Regions from separate parts of the Danio rerio genome. Here region 2 is linked to region 1. Evidence: chromatin contacts called from public Micro-C data. All regions are on one chromosome and are shown on one strand. The core of a region is the stretch at or near the end of the contact, and the rest is flanking DNA. Distances in the headings are between cores, read along the strand shown. Region 1 overlaps stk17al (serine/threonine kinase 17a like). Region 2 has its middle 17 kb from the start of atp6v0a1a.

The links. Hi-C and Micro-C count contacts between places; a contact is called where the count stands out from the background.
Region 2: a Micro-C map of caudal fin shows a contact between it and region 1, with 2.1 times the contacts expected there. The contact joins two enhancer-like sites. A contact is called at or near these places in 2 of 18 Hi-C or Micro-C datasets (caudal fin and an unstated tissue).

The regions. Positions count from the first base shown.
Region 1 is chr3:15,530,504-15,536,179 of GRCz12tu, reverse strand. All of the region lies in intron 3 of stk17al (serine/threonine kinase 17a like), which reads right to left. Among named protein-coding and RNA genes, the nearest start is that of stk17al, 17 kb to the right of the region's middle. Within about 2 kb of position 3,284, at least 11 of the 62 cell types and tissues checked have an H3K27ac peak or open chromatin away from gene starts, as enhancers often do. A contact at or near this core is called in caudal fin, where this site is marked.
Region 2 is chr3:15,576,218-15,582,079 of GRCz12tu, reverse strand. No RefSeq gene overlaps it. Among named protein-coding and RNA genes, the nearest start is that of atp6v0a1a, 17 kb to the left of the region's middle. Within about 2 kb of position 4,334, at least 4 of the 62 cell types and tissues checked have an H3K27ac peak or open chromatin away from gene starts, as enhancers often do. A contact at or near this core is called in caudal fin, where this site is marked.

The DNA of each region.
Region 1 (5,676 bases), core at 2,035-4,534:
AGCTGGGTTTCTATCACTGAGTTAGTGTGCATTTTAAAGTATCACATAAGAAACGATTGTATGTCAATGGCAAATAAAAAAAAAAAAAAAATCTTAATGCTTAATCTTAACAAAAAAAAAAAAAAAGTTATGCTCACTTGTGGTGGTTTTTGACTTAAGCAAAAAAGGGTTCCTGCAAATATGGAAAATGGAAAAAACGTTTGTCAAATAAACTGTAGTATAGGGTTGTCACTATACTGGAATTCGGTATCAATCGATACTGATACTGATGTCCATCCATTTCCCGCTAACATTTGAGCGCTATTGAGCGCATTCTTAAACATTCGTTCACCAGACTCACTGCTGCTTACTGAGTGCAAACATTGATAGACTGAGCATTTTAAAGTCACGTCAATCAGCTGGTTTGTCTATAAGCTGACATACAACTAATCCGCTGATGAATCGTGGCTTTAAAATGCTCCAGTGTCCCTGTATCTGTGGTTACACTCAGTAAAAAGTGGTGAGTTCAGTGAACTGATGAGCTTCACGGCAAATCACAGTCATTTCTGTTGAGCACGTGAACAACGGCAAATCAGTGGTTTAAGAATGTGTTCAGTAGCGCTCAAATGTTAGCGAGAAATGGACGCTTTAAAATTTCAGGATGAATTGGTACTAAATTCCTGTATTGTTCAACCCTCCATTCCGTTTTTTGTTTACTGTTGGTTGCTAGGTTACCAATACAACTGTCAGCCACTCTAACAACTTAATGGAAACGCACCTAATTTGAAGTGAGATTTTTTCTCTTTTTGCGAACTTTAAATAGGATGGAAACCTAGCTACTCTATGAAAATTCGACTTGGGCTAAATTGTACACAATTCGTACTGTTGAGATCCCGTTTTTTTATTTTAATTATCTACCCAAATCCTGGTGATCTAATAAATGAGATGAATGCCAACACATTTGACACGGGAAATGCAAGGTTTTGGTTTTGAAGCCAATGTGGAGCGAAGACAAAATCTTGTTGTTCAAATAAACTGTTTCTGGAACAGAAAGCAGGCATAAAATCATGCTCATCCGCTACCCAAGACCACCAAGAGCACAGGAGAAGATGAGAAGTACTGTAGTAGTTGGACGTAAAATGACTTTGGTAATGCTTTCCAAAGCAATCTATCTTCGAGTCAAGCAACAGCAATTCACATCCATGATTTAGGTTGGCTGCATTCATACCTGCTAACGACTACAGCAGAGTTTGGAAAATTGCTTTCACACCAAGCAAATGGACAGTGTGCTCCAAACAGATCTTCACTGAATGCACTAATGGTTTCATTATTACAATTAAAGTTTGAAATCCTTTATGTGCTTATAAAGAAAAGCAGTGGAATTCATCCGATCTTCCGAAAACAAATGAAGCGTTGTACTCTGAACTGTCTCTAATAAGAGTGAGCTGTCAAAGACTCTACAGGTGCCAGATGTCTTGTTTTTCTGGATTTTTGGGGGGAGGATTTAAATGGGCTGAACTAAAAGCAGTTAGACACTGTTCATCTGCATCAGTCAAAAGGACTTAAAGCACCACTGAACAGCCTAATTTAGAGACTTTGATCAAGCAGATGGGGAAAAACAAAGCAGATAATGAAGATGAAGACTTGTGGCAGACTTACATAAGAGCTTATCTAGAGAGATAAATGTCATACTCAGAGAAAAGGAGGGCTTCGTTTCATTTCATTTCATTTAAAGAATGAAAAACAGATCAGTGCAGTAACTTGACTAATTTTTTTAATGTTTTGAGAAAGACTGCATCAGATAAACTCTGCCATGGTGGTTGCTGGTTTTTCAGGATCCAAACAAAGAGACCACTTCCTTTGGTCTCCATTCAATTCTGTGGCTGACTGCTTATACAGCTTAGACAAATGTTAAAAGTTAGTCAAATAATGCTTTTTAGAATGGTCATAACATTTTCATATACAGTGGGTTAGACTAATTGGAGTACTAGTTGGGCATATTAGCTCTTAGATACTTAACGTCTATTAAAAAGTCTATATAAGCCATGTTTATTTTGCTAGCACTAAATCCACAGTCCAAAAAGTCAAAATATTACATCTGACTTCAGTGGTTCAACTGTAATCAACAAAGCTCCAAAAACACTTGTGCGACAAAAGTTTATAAATACAATTGTACAAAATGCTCCAAGAACACAAATGCAACAACTTAAAACGTATATAATTATATATTTGTTTTTTTAAACTATCGTTTTCGTACATGTCAGACCAGGGTGTGCATTTGCTACAGGCCTGACGTCAAACATCAGTGAACAAAGTCATTTATTTTTAATAGTATTTTTTTTTCTTTGGTGCATAAAAATGTTCTTGAAGCTTCATATGATTGCAGTTGATCTACAAAGTCTCATGGACGGTAATGACAATGTTTTTAGATGCTTTTCTGGACTTTGAACATCTCGCAACTTATTTTGGGGGTGAACTAACTATTTAACTGGTCTGTAACTTGATTTGTCCCAATTTAATCCCTCATGCAGCCAAAAAAAAAAAAAAAAATCCTAAAATAAATTTACTCCACCAAAAACATAGATGTGTGTCCCTAGAAAAAGCAGCGGCTAGTGTGTTTATGTAAGAGAGTCATTGCGGACATTTCACCACAAATTTGTGTGGGGTGTCCGTGTATGTTTGGTAAAAGTAATTATGACCTTTCTTATTCTTAGTCTTACAATAGCTTGGGTTTAAACTTTAAGACAGCAAAGAATGGCAAGAATTGGGTTCGTTTCTGACAACAGAGGATGTGGTGCGTTGCACATGCAAGCGTGTCGCGGCTCTGCTTTTAGAAGAAAAGCCACAGGAAATGGAAATTAAAGCGTCTCTTTCTGTCTGTCTCTGGGGTTTAAACTGGTTTTACTGCTAAACCTGCCAATGTCAAGTTTAGGGATTTAACTAACAACAGATAATTGGAGTAAAAGTAAGTGTATGCATTATTACCTACCAAACCAGACACATTGTTCAGACAGTGAAGATGTAAACATGCTAAATAGAGAAAAATAGAGCTGAAACTTCCACATTTTAAACAATTTTTCTTTTATATTTGAAAAATAGGATTAATATACATAAAAACAACTAATTCTAATGTTTATTTAAACATATATATGCATGTAAACAGATCAAGACCTTGACTGATGGGGCTGAGCTTGCAAAACGAAAAACAAGCGTTGGCTTCCTTATAAGGTAAATCTACTGACACCAGTTGCTTGCACACATACCAATGTGCGTGCTTTGACAGTCTGACACACAGCTGTCTTTTCAGAGGATGTGGTTCATTGGTGGAGCATTTTTTTTTATTTTTGTGGCTAGCTACCTTTGAGAAACAGAAGCAGATGTAATCAACCTGTTCTCAAAACCTCCGTCATTCAACTCATCAGCATCCTGCCTGTCTGATCCACACACAGTCTGCAATAACAGGTTGCTGATGTGAAGCTGATTTCAGGAGGAAAAACACATGAAATGCATTCAAGAAATGAAGGGGGGAAAAATAAGGGAGATTTGAATGACAGATACACTGATTATGAAAAGCATTTAAAACTTAATGACCTGTCATTTCCTCCTCTTTAGTGACGTTTATCAGCAACTGTGTTACTGGAAGAGCAAGAATAGTGTGATTGCACTTCTGCTGACAATATCTAGTAAGCTATTTTCTCACAAATGGTGAGTTAAATAAATAATTAGCTAAAAAATAAAATAAAAATAAAAAAAGAACATTTAGTCCTGTTTTTATTTTGCACATTATGAAAAATTTAATAGAAATTAGAACTTTAAAAGAGACATTTCACCCAAAAATGAACATTTACTCAGCATTTAGTGGTTGCAAACCTTTATGGGCTTTTTAATTCTGTTGAACATAAGATATTTTGAAGAATGTTAAAAACCTGTAATTAACTTTCATAATAGGAAACGAATACAAATGGAGGCCAATGGTTACTGTTTTTCAACATTTTACAAAAAAATCTTTGTTTGTTTTCAAGATTCGGGTGAGCTGTTTCCCTTTAAAAGAGACCAAGAATCAAACTGTTTTGCATTTTTTTGGTCTTACAGTGAAAGTCTTTAGTTTCAAATAAATAAATAAAAAATGTTTATGTATATAGTGTTTTTACCATGCAGAATATGTTAACAAAAATAGAAAGTAAATTATCTATTGACCTTATTCTTCAATGCTGAAGTGTGCTCGTTTTTGCAATGATTTTAGAACTTCTGATTCAGTTGCCTATGGAAAAAAACGACTAGGAACAAGTAGTTTTCTGCAAACAAGTTTGTTCATGACTATAAAGACAAAGTAGAATACAAGCAGAAAACATCAGTTTGCAATATCAATCAGCATAACGAGTCGTTTTAACGTCTAAAAAATAATAAAAGTGAATGACACAGGAAAAAAAATAATTTCAAATAGCTGCACACGCTTGTACAAGAAGAATAAGGTCATTACCTTTACTTTTTCGGATCAACTAAAGCATTGATAAGCCAAATTAGTGATCCTTAATTTTAAACCTAAAGCTGTGAAGCTTCAGTAATGTCAGGTCTGGGTGTCTGACTAAACATCTTCTCCAATTTCGAAAAATTGAGCAGAAAATTACAAGGCAATGAAAAACAGTTTGATTTTGGCAAAGCTGCTGTGTGGTCAGAAAATAAAAGCTGCACTCACTTCTTTTTGTGAAGCGTTCGCATTTGACCTTTCACGAGAAGCAAACCCTAGAACACCACATTCTCACTCGGGACTTTATGCATTTCTTACTTCAATTTTGTGTGTGTGCATGCGTGTGTGTATTGTACTGGAACATTCACATACTGGGTTAAAAGAGAACTAGTTCAAACTGTGGTCTGTGGTTAGGCGTCCCAAAAGGTATTGAGAGAGATGCAAACTGCAGTGCAAACACAAGCAAGAGTTCTGAAAAAAAAATCCTGTTTTGATTTGCCCGCTGTGCCATTTCTTTGGGCCTGTAATTCTAATCTTCAAAAGCCCTGGGGACTGAATAACCAAATTACAGTGCGCAACGTCCAAGTCATCATAAAACACTTCAGGGTCAGGGCATGCTGCTACCAGAGCAGGGCAAGTAAGTAACGAGTTACATGTAATCTGGATTACGTAATCAGATTCCAATAGTCAAGTACTTGTAATTAGAGTAATTGGATTACATGGTTACACAAAATAACTTTTATATTTTTACATAAACCTTATGCTTTATGTTTGATGATTTTCTCTGACACGATCCTATGCACCTTTGCTGTTTTTAGGTAATGTACTATTAGATAAAAACATTAGTAAAATAAGCCGGATTTCTATTATGTAAAGTTTGATTTCTAAATTGACTTAATTTTAAGTTAATGTTTTAAAATCGTGAGATGTAACATATTTAGTGTTACTATTAGAAACAATGACAAAGATATATTAGTGGTACATTTTTTGAAATATTAACCGTTCATTTACCGCAATTAAAAAGTCAAGGCTCTTCTTGGTGATAAACAATGAAATAAAAATAAAAGAGACACGGTTGCCCAGTGGTTAGTACTGTCGCCTCACAGCAAAAAGAACGCTAGTTTGAGTCCCGGCTGGATCAGTTGTCATTTCTGTGTGGAGTTTGCATGTTCTCTTCGTGTTCGCATGGGTTTCCCCCCAGTCCAAAGACATGCGCTATAGGTGAATTA
Region 2 (5,862 bases), core at 3,085-5,584, 45 kb before region 1:
GGGAAACCGGAGCACCCGGAGGAAAGCCATGCGAACGCAGGGAGAACATGCAAACTCCACACAGATACACGAGGCTCAAACCAGCGTCCTTCTTGCTGTGAGGTGATGACACTAATTTCCTAATTCCATAATATTAGAAAATAAGCAGAAAACATTACTTTGAATCGTATTGACTTATGCAGTATAACTGTTTTAATTATAACTCTAAGGTTTAATAAGTCTCTGCATTGTCCTCTATGCGTCATATGTACATTTTAAACTAATTCTGAGCAATTTACATTGAACACCATTTACATTGAAACGTTTAATTTCAGATAGCTTTTTCGTAGCTTAACCATGGAATAAACAAATAAAAGGGTACATGAAATTTAAAATGGCAATCTCTAAACCATTCTTAGAATCTGATGGCAGGCCAAATCAAAGGTTACCATGGGCCAATTTTTGCCAGCTGGCCCTTGTTGGCGCATCCCTGCTCTATAGGCTACTCATGGTAAATGCAACACACACTAAAACCACCAGGCGGCGCTACATGACAGCACATTAAAACAATAAAGACGTTACAACAATATCCGATCTGAGGAAGGTTATGAAAAGGCAACGACACCTACATTATTAAAGACCCTTTACTTGGTTTTTAGAAAAATAACACATAGTACTGTCTTTCTAAAGAAAAACTCAGTAGGACATTAGTGCAGTAGGAGGACATTAGTAGGAGGACATTAGTGCTCTAAAATATCTCACTGACCCAGAATGAGACACAAATTTAAACCACGAAGCCTGAATGCAAGTATTATATTCTTAGACAGAGCCAGAGCTATTAAACTCATCAGATATTTCCCAGGATACCGAAGTATTAATGTGAAAATTAATAATAAAAAAGGCACGTATAAGTTTTAACAAAACATTTAGGCCCACACTGGGGAAATGAACCGTGAAAAACCCACTTCAAGCGGCATGAACCAGTGAACCAGGTTTCCTGTCTGTGAGGTTTTTGCAGGTTATATTTCACGTAACTGACACAGAGATTATTTTGCCTTTGAATTACAGCGAGAAATATCATTCCCAACTGCAGAAGCTTTACTCTCGTGCCAACATTTTTAGGCCTGTTATATGTTTTCCTATAAATTTGTTAAGATTATTGCTTCTTCGCAGCTAAAATTCCTTTTCATCAACAAAATGTGAGCTTACCTTTGACTTCTCTTATAAATGGGCAATAATATAAACACCCAAAAGGGTAGAGGAGGTTAAAGCAGCTGAAGAAACCTCAGAGGAACTTATGCGAGCATGTGTTTATTTGTACAGTATGAAGGCCTCCACAAAGCATAATAACACACGGAATTAGACCCAACAAGACTAAAAAAAGCCTTCCTACTGTTTCCCACAATGTAAAACCCAACAGTCAACTTTATCAAATGAAATGACTGTAGTTAACTCAATTGACTAAAAGTTAATTCTACTCATTTGATCAAAGTATTGAACTCATTGTTGAAGGTAATAAGTTAATTAAATACCTCATTACTTCAACTTAAATGGAGTAAGTTCACAGTACTTATATAGATTAGTTTTTGTTTTTTTTACTCAAATGGTTTGTTGCAATCTGTTTCCTCAAGCGATTTGAGTTCCCTTAACTTATTGGCTTTTAGAGTACTCGGTTGGTTTGAGTTCTCTCCTTTTATTGGGTTTTACTGTGCTCAAATAGCTTCTTTTACTCACATGAATTAAGTTCACAGTACTCATCAGGACTCGTTTTTGAACTTGAATGGTTTGTTGCAAGCGGTTTCCTCAAATGGATTAAGTTACCATAACTTATTGGGTTTTACAGTGCAGGGGAAAATAAAATTGGGCAGCTTTTTAGTTGCATGGTGAGAGTTGTCAATGTGCTATCCTGCAAGAGACTGCTTGAATTTTACTGGTTTCAAAGCATTACCTCAGGCTCTTTGATCTGATTTGATTGGTCCCACGTGACAGAAGCATGAGGTGCAGCAGGTTTGTGTAAGAGTTGCACATTTTGTTATTGTAGTTAGCTATCAATCTTGTATCTGAGTATCGGTGTTGTATTCCAGTTAGTCTCCTTTAGTCTTGGAAATAAATGCTTTGTATTGGCATCTTCCATGATGAATCTTTCAAAATATACAAAAAGTGTAAAAAAAAATAAAATAAAAAAATAAAAACATTTAACTTGCCTTCTAGTGCTGAGATAACACTAAATATGTCTTTGATATAGATTAATATATAAATTAGTTAGTAAACTTGGTACAGTGTACTGCATACAAAGTTAATGCAAAGCATATGAATAGACGCAAATTTCCCCCACCTCAATCATGAAAACTCATGGGATAATGATAATGTTTATTGCAATTCGTAGCATTGCATCACATGTACTTAGGACACAATGTCATGCAAATTTTCAGCTTGAGTTAAAAAATAAATAAATAAATAAATTACACTCAAGCTAAAAAAAATACTGTATATTAAAACTTACATTTTGATTAGTTTTATGCAACTCTAAGAACTCAATTTAGACACTTTAACAATACATATATTCATTTCTGGAGATGAAAAATACATCCTAGGAGCTATGTTTGTTTTTTTGTTTTTTTGCAGTTTTTGCCAAAATCCACCAGAGGCCACTGTGTACACATTTGGAGATATCAAATTTCTCTTGCGAGTGCCATTTGTACCTGCTGTTCTCGCGCAAGCCCACTGGAGGCCTCTGTCGAATGACTGACCGGCCCCCTTCCCTAACCCCAACTGACAATGTTGTCAAAAGCAATACAGAAAATGGCCACCTGATTTTTATCACGTTTTTAGATCTAACCACGCTTTCCTTATTATTTACTTGTCTTTTTTATTTTTTGGCTTTGTTTTTGACTGCTTTCTCGAACTGTCACTATGCTGGAATTGAAACCCTTCATTGCCGTCAATTCCTCGAGTCTCAAGTCCACACAGTAGCGTTCATTTTAAAGACGAAATGCAGCCATACGTAGCTTTGCATACATAATTCTTTAAATAATTCGCTACATAATTCATGCTCTTCAAGTATGTTTTGCCATTTTCTCAATATTTAATTTTTTTTTGAACCCTCAGATTTCAGATTTTCAACTAGTTGTATCTCAAAGCAATTAAATTGAATCTCAATTGTAGTCAAATATTGTTCTGTCCTAACAAACTATATACATCAATAAAAAATAAAATCAGCTTTTAAATGACATATAAATCTCAATTTCAAGAAAACCGATCATTATAATGGATCTTTGGTTTTGTTAACCAAAGTCTTATTATCCATGATGTATTATTTATATTATCCTTGATATATTACATTTACATTTAGTCATTTAAAAGTTGTTTTATAAAAGAAACATACAAATAAAAGAGTCTATATTGTGATTATGAATGGGCACTGACAAGGGATGTGCAGATCTAAATGCAGGTTTTATTATGCAGAGAATTTACAGGCAAGCAACAGTCAACACAGGAGCAAATAGATGTATACAGGCAATCCAGAATCGTAGACAATAAGCAGGCAATTGGTCAAAGGCAGGCAACAGACATAAAAAAGCAAACAAAACAAAGTAAAGATTGGTACACGGCCAGACTAGGCAAGGGAAACGCGATGCAATGTTCAGTTACGTCTAACAAGACTCAGCAACTTGTGTGTGTGTGTGTGTTTGTTAGTGCTGCTTTGTAAAGTCCATGTCATAAGTTCTGAACAGCTTCAGCTGTGTATGTTAGCAATCAGTCAGGATTAGGAACCGGTGTGTGTGTGCAGTGCATGACTGCATGCTGTAGTCCATAATGTGGTGGATTTGTAGTTCACCAGCAAACTGCGTGTTTCCCGGTGATCCGCAGTCGCTAGATTGATGGTGATCATAACAAAGGCACACTGAAAAAAAGGATTCTTTGGACTTACAACATATTTTAAGGTAAGTGGTTGCAAACCTTAAAAAAAGCAATACATCAAAAAGTTTCTGAAAAAATAAATCTATAGAGTTATTATAATAATTATATTATTATATAATGGCGGTATAATACAACTTCATGCTGCCATATAAACGTTTTATTATAATTATAATAGAGGGATGAAGGAAAGTGTTTCTTTTTTATTTAAAAAGATCAACTGCTAAATGAACACTTGGAAAAAGGTGAGCCAGACTTGCTGAAAAAAATAAAATAAAATAGTGGAAGTTAGAGCAAGCTAGGACAGGGAGATTAAACTAGTTTGTGTTACATAACTCTTTTACACGTTTGTTGATAAGCCTATAATAGGCAATTCAGCGACAGCTTCCAAAGTGGCAGCATGTCCCCCTATTGAATAGTCCATTACATTCATTACATTCAGTACATTACATTCAACCGCTACACTGTACACGCTGTTCTCCTGCAGCTTCCTGATTGACAAGCCAGGAGAGCAAGTGCACGTATAAGAAAATGTGTTTCCTTCAAACATTCCTTGCTCGAAGGCTTAGAATTCCATTGATCTGTTTTTCAAACTTTGGGAGATTTAGTGCCCACTGGAGACAAGTTTAGTCTGAGGGTTGTATCCTCCTTCACCTTAGGTCGATCGTTTTTCACCGGAATCGCCACTAGAATATGTTGTAATTTAATCAAAGGATCGATCAACTCGAGAAGGCGAGATAATAATATTATTTATGGAAGCATCCAGTACACACACACACACACATAGAAACAGGAATTTTCTGCATGGTGAGTGTCATGTGTTTTGTGCATGCAGACGATTCCCGTTCTGATAAAGCAGTATTGGATTCTGCAGGCTCATTTTCGTGGGCTATAAATAAATAAACCCTATTAATGTGGAATTCTCCAGCAGACGGATGGCATGAAAGCACGAGAGAAGGTTTGCGTTCTTTCATTCACGTGCTGGTTGTGGTGTATTTCATTTTCTAGTATGTAAATATTGATGATCCTATTTTTTTTCTTGAGGCTTCGTTTAACATTTTAACTCTTAAAACAGCAGGCTTCATCCACTTTGTTGACTTTGTAAATGGCTACAGAGGGAAAAACTGGGCATCGTGCAATAAACATCACAGACGTTCGGGTCATTACAAACAAAAACTAGCTGCTATGCTTTTTTTCTTGATTGTGCTCTTGTCAAACTACGATGAAACTAAACATTCCAGATTTCATGTTATTGTTTTCCAAAAAAAACAATAAAAGCCCCCTTTTGCATTTTATGTCCCAAAAAGAAGCCAGTTTGTCCAGTTTAAAGCTCATCGAAACCAACCTGATTCAGAATCTCTTATCGCTTTGCAGTACATATGCAAATGTATTACACAATTGTCAGTGCGGTACAGGAAAGACAAGGTAAAGGCGATCTGATTGCAGCTTTAAACTTTAACAAAAACCAAAAAGATAACCTACAGAACAATGAGACGGAGAGCCTAAAATGCAAGATAAAGAGTTAAACAAGAAACAGGTATGCAACAAAATTAGTCAAGCAGGGATCTAACCTGAAACCAAGCACAATACTGGTTTCACTCACAAAACTTCTGATGCAGCTTAATGGTTTAATTGTGTGTAACAAAACAGAGAGAGAGAGCTCTAAGGCCTGTTGCACAAAATGAGTTTAACAACTACGGGTTGCAGTTTGTGTTTTGGGTTGATTAAACCAAATAAATCCAATGTAGTTATATGATAAGGTGAAATGGTTTCAAAGCGCTTGACATAAACTATCTGTCAGCTCTTTAATCCAGAGTTTGTGATTAACTCTGGAACAAATGCGCCTAAAAATGTGACACGTGCAACAAACAGCCAATCACAAGACACTTGGGAGGGTCAAGTTGATTCAATACCCAAGAGAATCTGCAATTCACTACTGTGTTAAAGAGATCATTTCAGAAATAT